Linked DNA regions of Arachis hypogaea: region 2 is linked to region 1. A link is a contact called in public Hi-C data. All regions are on one chromosome and are shown on one strand. Each heading gives the region's core, a stretch centred on a gene start, on an enhancer-like site or on the middle of the called end of the contact. The rest is flanking DNA. Distances are from core to core; before and after follow the strand shown.

Region 1 (7,595 bases), core at 3,510-6,009:
TTATATGAGATATAGATATTTGAGAATGCTAATAAATCCATATAAAAAAATTAAGTAAAGTGTAGATCTTTTTTTTATGACAGGTATATATTGAAGAAAATCTCATGCCCTAAGCTGTTCAAGCTGTGATGTTGATGGTTTGATGAATTAGAAGGGATTAAGAGAGGGAGAGAGATAGGTTCTTCTCATTATTGGAGAGAATGAAAAATCCCCCTTTTGAAAAATATTTGTTGAGTTATTACACCTTATATACTATGTACTTTTTTTTTATGTACTCTCACTAAAAAATAATTACAATGGTAAACCTATTATTGATAAAGAAATAATCTAGGTAACACCCTCCCGCAAGCTAGAATTGTGTAAATCTAACAATCCTAGCTTGGAAACATTGGCAAGAAAAGGACCCGGTGGCAGAGCTTTGGTAAGAAAATCAGCAAGTTGATCCTTGGAACGAACTGGCATAAGATGAATGAGATCAGACAAATGCTTTTCACGAACAATGTGGCAGTCCACTTCAATGTGTTTAGTTCTTTCATGAAAAATGGGATTATTGGCAGTCCACTTCAATGTTTAGTTCTGGTTGTCACAGAATAGAGTGATAGACTTTTGAAGCGGCAAGCCAATGAAATCCATTAAGAAAGATAACCAACTAGCTTCACAAGTGGCAACAGCAAGAGACCTATATTCAGCTTCTGCAGAGGACTTGGCAACTGTGGTTTGCTTTTTACTCTTCCAGCTAATGAGCGAGTTCCCAAGCATGAAGCAATAACCGGAAATAGAGCGACGAGTATCGGCACAGGTAGCCCAGTCAGCATCGGCAAATCCAGTGAGATGCAGATTAGAAGTAGAGGAGAAGAAGAGACCAGTTGCAGGTCGGCCTTTTAAATATCGGAGTACACGAAAAGCAGCCTGTAGGTGAGAAGTGGTTGCACAGTCCAAAAATTGGCTCAAACGTCCCACAGCATAAGAGATATCGGGTCTAGTATTTGTGAGGTAAAGGAGTCGGCCGATGAGCTGCCTGTAAACAGTGTTATCTGTTAAAATGGTACCTGATTCCTTTGAAAGTTTCTGACTATAATCAAATGGAGTAGAGAGAGGCTTGCAATCTAGATAACCAAAATCTCTGAGAAGGTCCATGGTGTACTTCCGCTGATAAATGTGAATTCCAGAGTTAGAGCGTGCTACTTCCATTCCCAAGAAGTATTTGAGATCACCAAGATCCTTTATTTTGAATTTGTCATCCAAATCTTGCTTGATGGAATTGATTTCACCAATGTCATTCCCGGTTAAAACCAAGTCATCAACATATACTAGAATGGCAGTGAAGCTTTGAGATTGTTTCTTAATGAAGAGTGAATGATCATCAAAAAACTGCTTATAACCAGCATCCACAAGAGTCTGAGTGAGCTTAATGTTCCATTGCCTGCTTGCTTGCTTAAGCCCATATAGAGATTTTTGCAATTTACAAACCAAACCTGGTTGTGACACAGCCAAACCGGGTGGTATCTTCATATAAACTTCTTTGTCCAAATCTCCATGAAGGAAGGCAGTGTTGACATCCAGCTGTTTCAAATGCCATTTCTTTGCCGCTGCTAATGCTAACATTACTCGTAGGGTAGTCATTTTGACAACTGGACTAAAAGTATCACCATAATCTACTCCTTGCACTTGAGTGAATCCTTTTGCAACTAGCCTCGCTTTGTGCCTTTCTATGGTGCCATCGGGATTGAATTTTACCCGAAAAACCCATTTGCAATCCACAGCCTTCTTGTCTTTTGGGAGTTCAGTGAGACACCAAGTTCTGTTCTGATCTAGAGCTGTCAATTCATCTTGTATTGCCTTTCTCCAACATTCATGTGCAGCCGCTTCCTCATAAGTGCTAGGTTCTTGATTTGAGCTGATGGCTAGAGAAAGTGACTTATATTTCGGGGTTAGTTTATCATATGACAAGTGTTGTGAGATAGGATATAAAGAGTTAGAGTTGGAAACATTGCTAGAGTGAGCTGTGTGGGTTGTCAAACAATGATAGTCCTTCAAATAAGCAGGCGGTTTCTTGACTCTTTCAGACTTTCTAGTAATGCAGTCATGTGTGATGTCAGAGTGTTGTGATGCAGGTGCATTATCAGTGTGTGGTGTGGTAATGGGTGCAATGGTGTGTGAGGAAATTGGTGAGTGCATTGAGCTTGAGAAATGTTCATTTGAATCTATGAGTGTGGTATGTGTGGGTGATTGCAAATGATGTGTGGATGGTGTATCATATTGAAAAAGATCAATGCATTGTGGAGTACGAATGGGCACTTCAGAAATGTCAGTGCTAGTGGAATGTAAAAATGGAAAATGAGTTTCATAAAAAATTACATTTCTGGATATGAAAATTTCCTTTGATTTTAAATCAATAAGTCGAAAACCCTTTGTTCCTAATTTAAAACCAAGAAAAGCTGTTTTTCTGGCTCTTGGGTCTAATTTTGTTCTTGAATTTGTTAATGTGGAGGCATATGCAAGAGAACCAAATACTCTTAAATATGAAAGGTCAGGTAAGTTGCCATACAAAAGCTTATAAGGACTAGCATTATTCAGGTTAGTGCTGGGCAGCCTATTAATTAGGTGAATGGCGTGAGCAACTGCATATTGCCAAAAACAATGTGAAATTCCTGATTGAAATAGCAGTGCTCTAGCAACACCTAAAATATGCTGGTGTTTTCTCTCTACAATCCCGTTTTGCTCTGGTGTTTCTACACAAGAAGTTTGGTGTAAAATTCCAGTTGATGCAAAAAAGGATTTTAGAGTGAATTCTGGCCCATTGTCGGTCCTTATACACTTAACTTGTTTTTCAAAATGTACTCTGACAAAATTCACAAAATTAATAACCAATTGTGATGCTTCAGATTTGGTTTTCATAAAAAAAATCCAAGTGAATTTGCTCTTACCATCCACCACAGTCAAAAAATACCTATGTCCTTCATTGGAAGGGACAGAAATAGGACCCCAGATATCCATATGAACTAAATCAAAATAATCTTTTATTTTAGTTGTACTAAGATTAAAAGATAATTTCTTTTGTTTTGCAAAATGACATGAATCACAAGGAAAATTTGAAGCAATACTATCTATAAAAGGATAATACTTCTTCAGAAAAATCAATTTATGCATGGGTATGTGTCCTAATCTAAGATGCCAAATGTTGTTGTGCTCACTGTGTGAAGGTGTGGTGGGATGAGTAGTAGTAGTAGTTACCGCCAATGAAGCTTGCTTTGTTGGAAGAGGGGGAAAATGAGAGAATTCTGGTTCTCTACTCATTGTATATAACCCTTCTATACACTCAGCAATGCCAATCATTTTTGATGTGGATCTATCTTGTATCTCACAACACTTATCATTGATTAACAATTGACAATGTAAGTTTGAGGTTAACTTTGACACAGATATCAATTTAAAATCAAAAGAAGGAATGTATAAAACATTTTTGAGAAAAAAATTTTTAGAGAATGTGATTGTGCCAATGATGGTGCTAACAGTTTTGGTTCCATTTGGCTATATCACATTGATTGGATCAATATTTTGAAAACTTGCAAAATCTTTTAAGTCAAAAGTCACATGATCTGTTGCACCGGAATCAATGATCCATAGTGCAGATTTTGGAGTGATAATGCTCATAATTCTCGCATTAAAATGTAATGCAATGGTTTTACCTGGAGTGGAAGTGTGAATGGAATTAGTCAAAATTTGATTTGCATTATGAGGTTGTTGCTGCACACTTTTGTCTTTGATCAACTCTAACAAGGCAAATCTTTGCTCTGGAGTGAATCCAGATCTTGATATTCCAATGTTCTCTTGGAGACAATTGAGCTGGAATTGTTTGTCACTGAGTATATCATCATGCCCCTCAGTGATCACGTGATTGATGGTGGTGTTATGTTGTTGCCATTGGTAGAAGTGGGAGGAGTACCCATGCTTCTTATAGCATACATCTTCTGTGTGGCCTTGCTTGTTGCAATGAGAGCAAGCCAATGTAGCTCCACGACCTCTGCAATGAGAGGATCTGTTTGCCATGTTTGCCATTTTGAGAAATCAATGAATCACAGAGTAATAGGGATTCAGATCTTCTTCCTTCCAACTCGTTGATCGGAACAGCTATGTTCACCAAGAAAGAATCTTGCGAAATAGCCTCTCATCAAACTCTATTGGATGAGTTTGAAGGAAGAGGTAAGAATGGGGGAAAGAAAATGTCGAAAGAAAAATTAGGGATAGAAAGAGAATGGCAAAATTGGATTGATCTCAATTCACAACTTTTTCTTTTTTTTTTGATTCACAGCTTGGTTGCTCTCCACGCTCACCGCACCATGAAGAAAATCTCATGTCCTAAGCTGTTCAAGCTGTGATGTTGATGGTTTGATGAATTAGAAGGGATTAAGAGAGGGAGAGAGATAGGTTCTTCTCATTATTGGAGAGAATGAAAAATCCCCCTTTTGAAAAATATTTGTTGAGTTATTACACCTTATATACTATGTACTTTTTTTTTATGTACTCTCACTAAAAAATAATTACAATGGTAAACCTATTATTGATAAAGAAATAATCTAGCTAACATATATAGCAAATTATCTTTTCAAATAAAAAAAATTTACAATTCACTTTGACATTTTGTTATTTTAAATTTGCACCTATATTTTCAAAAAACACAAAAAAAAATTAATTTTCAAGAGTTTCACTCAATTTTATGCCATATAAAATTCTTCTAATCTAGCAAAGATTGTGAGCGTATTATCGCATTTCGCAGTATATAGTACCACGCTACCACCACAAATTATAGCCGTTGCGAATTCAAAACTAAAATAAAATAAAATACAATTCGACCGTTGGTGAAACCTTATACCCTTCACTTCCCAGTTTGTACTGTTTTCATATTCAGACAGAACCATTCTCAAACCAAAAAGAAACAAAAAATGGTTAGTGAAGACCAAAAACGAAGCCCCAGAAACCAGAAGTACCCTGCAACTGAGGGAAATGGCCAAAGCCAAAACCTTAACGATGCCGTTTTCAGTCCGCGATTCAAATCTGCGGCAGCTATGGCCGGCTGGGACGAAGAGGCACTGCTTCTCGCAAGCCTCGTCGTTGAAGACACACCCGATAGAGATTTCAAACACAAGAAGCGCTCTGTCTTGAACTCCAAGACTCCACCCACCAATTCAAGAAGGTATTCTAATCCTGCTTTCTTCAACGCTTTTTTGATTGAATTGTGTTATTGCAATTATGTGATTATTGGAATGAACTTTGTGTTTAGGAAACGCAGAGCACAGAGTTCTCCAGAATCGATACGAGTGGCTGTTCTTGATCTTGACGAAGAAGACACTCCAAGAAAAGGTTATTTTATTTCCAATTTGGGGTTTAGGGTTCTTGATCTTTCATAATCATTGTGATCTTAGATTCTTATGTTATCATTACTGTGCAGATAGTGGGAAAAAGACTAAAGAAAAGAAGGCCACTGTAAACGAAGAGAGTAAAGAAGGAGGGAAGGAATCCGGTGTTGCTGCACTTCCCTGCATTGATAAGCTCAGAGACGAGCTTTCTTGCGCCGTGAGTGGTTTTGATGTCGATATCATTGTTTTCAAGGTTCATAAATTCCTAGTTTCAAAATCATTTCATGTTTGTTTTTATTTATCATTGTGCAGATTTGTTTGGAGATATGCTTTGAGCCAAGTACCACCCCTTGTGGTCACAGGTACACTTCAAATAAAAATTTTCTGAATTTCTTACTTAGTATGATTTGTCCTGGCCCTTTTTTTTAAATTTCTATTAATTAATTGATTATCATATCCTAGATTTCTAATTCAAAATCTTTAATATTTACAGCTTTTGTAAAAAGTGCCTTCGATCTGCTGCAGACAAATGTGGCAAAAAATGCCCAAAATGCAGGCAATTAATAGGGTATGTATAATTTCTTTTCCTTCTTTCTTTTTTTACTTCACAAAAATCTCATATTCTTAATTAATGTTTTATCATTTTTTTGTTAAATTGCAGCAATGGAAGATCATGCACTGTGAACACTGTTCTCTGGAATACAATACAGCTCCTGTTTCCCCAAGAAGTTGAGGCAAGGAAAGCGGCCGGCGCCATAAATAGCCGGCAACAATCTAAGTGCCTGAGCCCAGAAGCAGCATTTTACAACAATTTAAGGAATGGTGAAAGCACAACAACCAGAGGTGGTGTCAGTACAAGGAGAAGCAGCGGTAGGGCTGCCGCAATAACTGATCAGGAAGCAAGGCGGCTCCAAGGTGTGAGATCAAGAAGAGGGATTACTCCTGCTACACAAACTGAGGATGCAGCAATTGCCCTGAGGCTGCAGAGAGAGGAGTTTATGCAGGCCTTTAGGGGAACACAGGAACAACACCATTCCAGCAGATCCTCATCTGTGGATTTAGCTAGAGAAAATTTGAGGGCAATGGCATCTAGAGCCATGAGTCTTCGCATTAGAGATCGAAGATTTTGAAAAATAAAATAGGGACCAGTAGCTGCTTCAGCTGCTCCTAATTTGTATTGTTTGTTGTTTTTTATGCAAATTTTCTTTTTATATATTTTTTTCTCGAGAACTTTTGTTGTTGACAACAATATATATGTCAAGGAACTTTGCCGCTGTTTTATCTGTAAAGTGGATCCACTTCATGGGATTAGGCTTGGAGGTTGTTATTTAGTAACTTTAGAATTTGTGATCACATTAAATTTGTTTACTGAAGGACCTGTGATTCTATCTTATAGTGAGTTTATTCGGTTGTACTACACACATTCTTATTTAGTCTTCTCTATCTAAATTAAGTCAATATAATCAATTTTCTTATTCTCATCCAACAATCACATAACATGCTTTCTTTATAAATGAGAGTTGCAGCAATGAAAATGAGAGTTAAGAGGATCATCCTAAAGACAAAAAGCATATAAATGGGCATCATCTCAAACCATCAAGAAGATTTTAATTGTGTTCCAGCAAAATTCTACAATGTAATGGAATATCCTTATACATATAAAGACAAAAAGCATATAAATGGGCATCATCTCAAACCATCAAGAAGATTTTAATTGTGTTCCAGCAAAATTCTACAATGTATATCCTTATACAAAGATCCGCTAGCAAAAAAGGACCTTGGCACATATGTATAAAAGAATAAAAGAAAAAAATATGAACAAAAGAAATGCTAAGCCCAAAGCTTCTAAAATGTTGCAACAGTTCTACGTGGAATACTCGGATTACACACTCTCAGTTTCATTTCACCAGTGAAATTTCGTCTCGACATGAAGCATCAAACAGCAATGACCGAGGTATACATCATCAAAACAATCGTAAATTCATAACAGTGAGAACTCCTGACATCCTATTATCTAGTTCTACGAAGTTGTTGAAGCTTGTTTAGTGCCGCTTTCTGCTGCCATAAGTAACCTGTTTTGTATCCCTATTCCTTCTTTGCAACATCCTTAAAGTAAAGGAAATGGCACCTATAGCAGCCATAGCATAAAAGGCTATGTACGGAGCCATGGCCAGACCAGCAAAATAGGAACAGTATCCAGCTATCAGATATAGGAAGTATAGACGAACTTTGAGGATG
Region 2 (7,136 bases), core at 4,503-7,002, 140 kb before region 1:
TTATATTTAAAACAATGCTAATTAACTTTATTTTTACACTAATTTAAAATATTAATATCCTAATATTTTCTCAAAAATAATATGTTATTTTTTTATTAAGTTAATATACATAGATATAACAAATTGAAATAAAGGTCGGTGACGTGTATAATATATTGATATCACAAAATTAATTATCTTCATTAATACAGTTTACCAAAACAATGATGTCAAACAATCATAACTCTTTGTATTTGTCTCAATAAAGGTGGTGATGAATGGTGACCACCACTTTATAATAATAATTAATAAGTAACAACCCTCCCACGCTTTCAAGTTTCATAGCTTTCAACTCAAAGTGCTTTTCCCAGCAATCATTTGTATCCCCTCTCAAAAGACACCCTAGTCTTTTTTAAATGTGTGAATGAACTGGCAGCATCTTTGCTTCAATCTTGAGCACCTTTTATAAGTTCTCTCACTTCAATTCTTTGATTTGCAATTGCTACAAGCTAGCTAGTTCTCTCATCATCATCATCATCATCAAGTGATATATATCTTTAGGTCTTGACTATTATTTCTCTTGGCAAAAATTAAATAATAATGGGAAGACAACCTTGTTGTGAAAAGGTTGGTTTAAAGAGAGGTCCATGGACTATTGAAGAAGATCACAAGCTCATGAACTTTATCCTCAACAATGGCATCCTTTGCTGGAGAATGGTTCCCAAGCTTGCAGGTACACACTAAAGTTATCCATTTTAAATTTGCATTGAAATTATTAAAGGGTATCTAATAAGAATTTAATTTTAATGTACACGTACATTCAATTATTTATCGCCAATTCGTCATGTGAAAATAATAATTTTTTATTTTTTATTTTTATTTTAGCTATGTTCTTTCTAAAAAATGAATGTGATTAATTGTCTGATGTGTAAAATTTTTACATAATCTGTGCATTAAATTAAACACATCTAAATAAATTAACTTGATGCATGTTATTATTTCATGGTGGTGAAGGTTTGCTAAGATGTGGAAAGAGCTGTAGATTGAGGTGGATTAATTATTTGAGGCCTGACCTTAAGAGAGGTGGCTTCACAGAAATGGAAGAGGATCAAATTATACAACTACATTCACGTCTTGGTAACAGGTACATACGGCGTTATCCGTTTCCGAATGATATTATATATATGTTTTCAAAAAAAAAAAGAATGAATTTGGAATAAAGAATGTTAATTATGTAAATGGATTATAAAGAAGCCTCTGCTATGCTAATTAATAGGTATAATCCTAATTAATAAATGAGTGCTGAGTGAAAATTATAAAATTAGTGTCTATTTGACACCAATAAAATTGAAAAGCATAAATAATATAAATAAAAAATAGGTAAATTCTAGTCTACCATTCTTATAATAACATGTAATTTACCCTCTGTGACATGTCATCTTTTAATTAGTTGCTATGTTAACTATGGTTAAATTATTAGTAATTAAATTATAGCCCAAAGTGGGTGATTATGTAATTAAATACCTCCAAATTTAATTTCAATGCCATCCAGAAATCCCATATCATCATCACCATCACTATCATTATCATCATCATCATCATTATTTTCATCTTCTTTTTCGTCTTTCCCTTCTACACTATCATCATAAAAAGCCATCATAATCGATTTCACGTTCTTAAATTTTAAGATTTTCTGAATTTCGCAAACGTAAACTTAGTCTCACCTGGGTTAGGTTCACAAAACAAAAGCAGTTTTTATAACTAAACACAAAGAACACAAAACACAGAACACGACCTTACTTGAACAGGATCTGTTCTATAGGCTCGTACATCTGTATCCTTGAGTTTTAAGAAGACAGGAACCAAAGTCTGGCGGATGAACTACGACCGTGAGGTCAGAGTGTGATTAATTGTTCAAAAGCGCATGCCATCTGAACGGTGGAGGATCGTTCGCGCTACAACCTTGTGGTCGAGATGGTCTCACGGTGTTCTGATAGACTCAAATCTTTTTTCTCTAGCCATTTAGTTAGTTATTTTCTCTAAATACTTATTTCCTGGTTCATCAAAATATGGAACACCCAATGAGTTGATTTTTTCTTTCAATTTCAGAGAGAAATGGGATTGGGGTAAATTAAATTTCTATACAATAATAAAAATATAACTTTATTTTTTAATGTTTATAGAAATTATATATTTATCCCTCTTATAAAAATATTTAATTACAAAATTACCCTACTTTAGTTAACATATTAACTCTTATTGAGTTAAATTAACTCAAACTAAAACTAAGCATCCAATTAAAGCATGTCACGTTACGAGGGATAATTTACATGTTGAATAGAGGGGGTTGGGTAGAACTCACCTAAAAAATATTATGTGTACAGAAAAAATTATATTTGTATATATTATAAATACATGCGTAATTTAATTTATTTTTAATTTATATTTTATAAAATTTAATTTAAATGTATTGTTAGAATAAAATAATTTTATGTGTATATTTAATTATATAATGTCATGTTAATAAAGATAATTATCTTTTTATTGATTGCGTGGTTATAAAAAATGTAATTAGATGATTTTGTAAAATATTTTATATTAGAATAAATATTCTATACAAATAACTTATTTTTACTATACATGTTGGAAACAAATTTATGTATTGAAATAAAATCTATACAAAAATTCAATAAATTATGGATGTTTAGGGTTCAAAATATATTTGCCTTAACAATTATTATTGGATAATATAATTACTAATATATCAGAACAATATATCAGGTGGTCTAAAATTGCTTCCCATTTTCCTGGGAGGACAGACAACGAGATCAAGAACCATTGGAACACAAGAATCAAGAAGAGGCTGAAGCTCCTTGGATTAGACCCTGTGACACACAAGCAAATTGAACAGAAAGAACAAACCGATGATGATGAGGACAAAAATAACAACACCAACTTACAGACAACTATTTCACAAAAGCCTCAAGAAAATGCAGAAGAAGAAATTAAATCCATGGAGGAGGAGACGAAAAGAGAAGAAAAGAAGGTGAATTGCTGGGATGATGATAATCCTGAGATTTTGAACGATTTTGACATGATGTGTTCAAAATTCGACTTGGAATCATGGATGGTGAAACAAGAGATCAATAATAATAATACCAGCACTACTACTACTACTAGTTCACACTGCAGTTCTTCTTCTCTTTCTATTGATGATAATAACTATTCTAGTCACTTTTCTAAGGGTGAATCCAAGAATGACCATGATGATCAGGATAATCTGTTACAGCAATGGATTGAAAGTATGGATTCAATTCTCTCATGGGATGGCTTCAATGCCATTGATCAAGATTTGTTTCTTCAATAGCCTTTACTTTTTTATTCGGTCTCAAAAAGAGGGTTACGAAAGATTCATGTATGTAAAGAATATTGCCAACTTTCTATCCTTGCATTTTCTTGCTTTTTCTGCATTGATTTGTTCCTTTTGTTAATGGGATCATGCTTTCAGATTAAATGCAAATTGCATTTTCGTAAATACATCTTTTTTCTAATGATAAAAAAATTACAAGACAATACAAATTAGTTCAAAAATTCTGTTTAAGATTACCTTATTTTATATTTATATTAATTATTTCTATAATAAATAAATAGTAATAAATATGTAATTATAAATATTATATATATAAAATTATATATTTTTTATTATTATTTTTTCTTGTACTTTTATACCGGATTTTACCAGGTAGATAATGACTTTTGTGCAAACAATATAAACAATAGACTCTAAAATTGGTCTCATAAAATAAAAACACACTATACCCTCAAATTACTCAGTTAAATCTTAATATTAAAATAACCATTTATACATCTAATAAATTAAACATCCAATACATTTATTATTCACATTGTTTAATATTTTTATTGTCTATACTTTTTCTTACCGAAATCATGTTTGTTATAACAAAGGGGTGGTCACACTACCTGTCATTAATGCTATCATTATTGAGCGTCTCACTTGTATATACAATTATAATTGTTGTGTGAAAAAAAAAAAAAATTGATGACATAGAAATAAAATGTGCAAAAGTATTATCTTTCAAAGAGCTAATTATTACTAATGAAACTCGAGCTGTTTCTTTCTGCTGTCCGCTATACAAATTAAGCATATTTTAATTCGTTAGGCCCTCCTTTAAGTAATAACTGATTAAACATGTGTGACAAATTAATGAACAGTGCAACTTTATAATATTGATTCATTCATGCGGAAGCTTGGTCTAGATAGAAATCATTTCTTTAATCGACATTTGGATTTTGATGATTGGGGAAGAGTCGTTCCAAGCACTAGCAATTATTGATGCTAAATCCCAAGTTCCTAACACTTTTCAGATACATGAACCTGTGATGTGATCAACTAAATTAAGAGAAGTAAACAAGGAACATGAGATCCACAACGAAATATAGTGCTTCCCATGAAGGCGATACTAGCTAGTGAGATGCATGAATATATGAAAAATGCTTCTTATTTTCTAGTAATTTTTTATAGAGCATATTTTTCGGTCATATGCATATATAATATTTAATTAAGAACAAATGATATCGATACTCATAATATTTTATTAAAAAAATATACTTTATCGATTTAACTTGAATCACAATAATATATATATATATATATATATATATATATATATATATATATATATATATATATATAATGAAGATTATTTATACCAAATTTTATCGAAATCGGATATCACATATAATTGAAGAATTATTATTTATTTATCTATATTCTAAATAAATATATTATATGTTGATTTTTAGATATATAAAAAATATATTACATGATTTTGAATTCTACATGAAATTGTTAGAGATAATCTTTAATATAAGTTTCTAACACAGTGATTAATATATATACATATATAAGTTTTAAAAATGCTAAACTTGTAATCTTCTCTACCGAACTTATTCATGATGTAATTAACGAGCAATGCTAGGAGGCCAGCAACATTTATGATTGGTAGCCATTAACTAGTCATCAATGATGATTTGATGGTGTGAAATTGGTGTGAGATTTCATCCAATGGCTCACATTTCTCTGCTGGTTACATGCTAACCAAAATGCAATAAAATTACTGCCCCCTAAACTTTTCCGTAATTAACAACAACAACAACCAATAATAAAATTTGGAAATTGAGCCACACCAATGTTGGTTTTTTTATTTAAATAAAAAATTTCTTATTTTTTATTTTGGTTTTTTATTTTGGTAAAAAATAACAGAATTATATTTGAAAACACAACAAAAAAAAATTAAATATTAAACATATATTCTAAAAAAAGACTTTAGAAATAAGATTTTGATACAAATATTGCAATCATTATTAGAAAAATATGCTCTTTCAATTCTTAAAATTTGGTAATTTGATGTCAAATAAATTTAAAAAAATTATTGTGAATGATCACATTTAAAAAAAAAATAAAAAGAAAATTTCAGAAATTAAATTTTGTTCTAATTTTTTTGGTACAATTTTTAAATATTTATTTAAATATTGTCACAAAAATTTATATTAAACAGATAAATTATTTACTAAATATTAAATTTAGATTAAATAGATAAAAAAATATAGTATTTTTATCACATTCAAATTATTTAAAAATTATTTATTTTATCGATGACATCTTTTAAATATATTTTTGTCCGCGGCCAAAGTTTTTGATTTTTTAATTGGTAGTTGACCCGGCCTTCTTTAAATTTATTTTCGAACAAGACTTAATAAAGCCCAAACCAAAGTTGGAGACATACACAGTAACGGAGCACATCAAGTCCAAAAAAAAAAATTAAATTAACAAAATTTAATAAAAGTTATTCTAAAAGATTAAAATGCCGACAAATAAAAAAAAATTAAATCGACAAAAGTTGATAAAAATAAGTAAGCTAAATTCATGTTGTTTGGACCTTTTAAAATTATTTTTATCAGCACTTGAATATTTTATGCTCAAAATACATAAGATTTTGTTGTATATACCCCCTTGATCTAATCGTGGTGAAAAAAAGAGTCATATATTCGAAACCTCATTCCTCGCTCAATACGGACATCTCTAATCTGTCATCAAAATTTGTTTCTTTGCTGTGACATTATTGTTATAAATTTTCTTTACTCATTGTACAAGGATCGATCACTTCATGTCATTTCTCAACCGACAAGATTAGTGAAAGGAAACAAATTGGTTGTTGCAGAATAGACATTAGGCTGATCAATCAATAAACTCTAGATCTTATTTTTTATGTGCTATTAAATAAGATATTAATCTAGTTTATATAAGTAAGACATGCATTTATTTTTTATACATGAAATGTTAATCGATAAAATGATTCCTACTTCATACAAAATTTTCTATCTTTTATACTACTATGCAGATTAAAACAATTAGTAACAACTAAATGACACAATTTTTTGCAAAATCACATAATCCCTTTACTAGTATTTTGTATTTCTCATGTCAAGACCGTATGCAAATTTTAGTGTTGGAAAAATATTGATATTGATATAGATGAGTAGTCACACAAGTACAGAAAAAATAAAGAATAAAGATATAATTTTTTTTGTAAAATTTATTCACTACAAGAAAACACTTCTATTGCTACCCTTTTAAAGTATGGTAAAAAGTTGAAAAAACGTGGCAATAGTTTTTTGCTACGCTTTTTGAGCTACCGTCACGTTTGTGAAAGGGTCATATCTGCAAGCGTGGCGGTTGCTCTATCACCATGCTTTTTTTCACGCTTTTTACATATTATCACGCTTAAAAGCGTGGCCGTATGTGGGGATATAGCCACGCTTTTAAAATGTGGCATAGAGATAGATAATGTCATGCTTTAAAAGCATGGCAATGGAAAAAAATATGGCCATCCTTTAAAAGCGTGCCATTAGAGGGAGATATGGCCACGCTTGAAAAGCGTGGCAATATAGATATATATGGCCACGCTTTAGTTGCGTGCCAATAGAGAGAGATATGACCACGCTTTAAAGTGTGGCTATTGATAACTACAGTATAATATAGCCACTCTCTTAAAGCGTAGCTATAAGTTTGGTCAGTAACCTATTATTATTCTTTTAATCTTCGTAATAAAACTTTGCAAAAATTCATAGATAAT

Evidence for each region. A called contact is a pair of places that touch in the nucleus more often than the background predicts.
Region 2: a contact with region 1 is called in a Hi-C map of leaf, with 2.7 times the contacts expected there. The contact joins the enhancer-like site here to the promoter of LOC112697245 in region 1. A contact is called at or near these places in 2 of 8 Hi-C or Micro-C datasets (both in leaf).

Annotation. Positions count from the first base shown.
Region 1 is chr6:103,605,400-103,612,994 of arahy.Tifrunner.gnm2.J5K5, reverse strand. LOC112697245 reads left to right here and starts at 4,759. Exons shown (of 6, transcript XM_025750344.3): 1 at 4,759-5,194; 2 at 5,282-5,361; 3 at 5,450-5,574; 4 at 5,670-5,719; 5 at 5,851-5,925; 6 at 6,019-6,646. The coding sequence starts at 4,944. The coding sequence ends at 6,487. LOC112697243 reads right to left here. Exons shown (of 19, transcript XM_025750338.3): 19 at 7,049-7,595. The coding sequence ends at 7,400.
Region 2 is chr6:103,749,512-103,756,647 of arahy.Tifrunner.gnm2.J5K5, reverse strand. LOC112697248 (myb-related protein 315) reads left to right here and starts at 275. Exons shown (of 3, transcript XM_025750351.3): 1 at 275-712; 2 at 994-1,123; 3 at 2,761-3,514. The coding sequence starts at 580. The coding sequence ends at 3,346. It also overlaps the pseudogene LOC112700654. Within about 2 kb of position 5,752, at least 1 of the 3 cell types and tissues checked has open chromatin away from gene starts, as enhancers often do.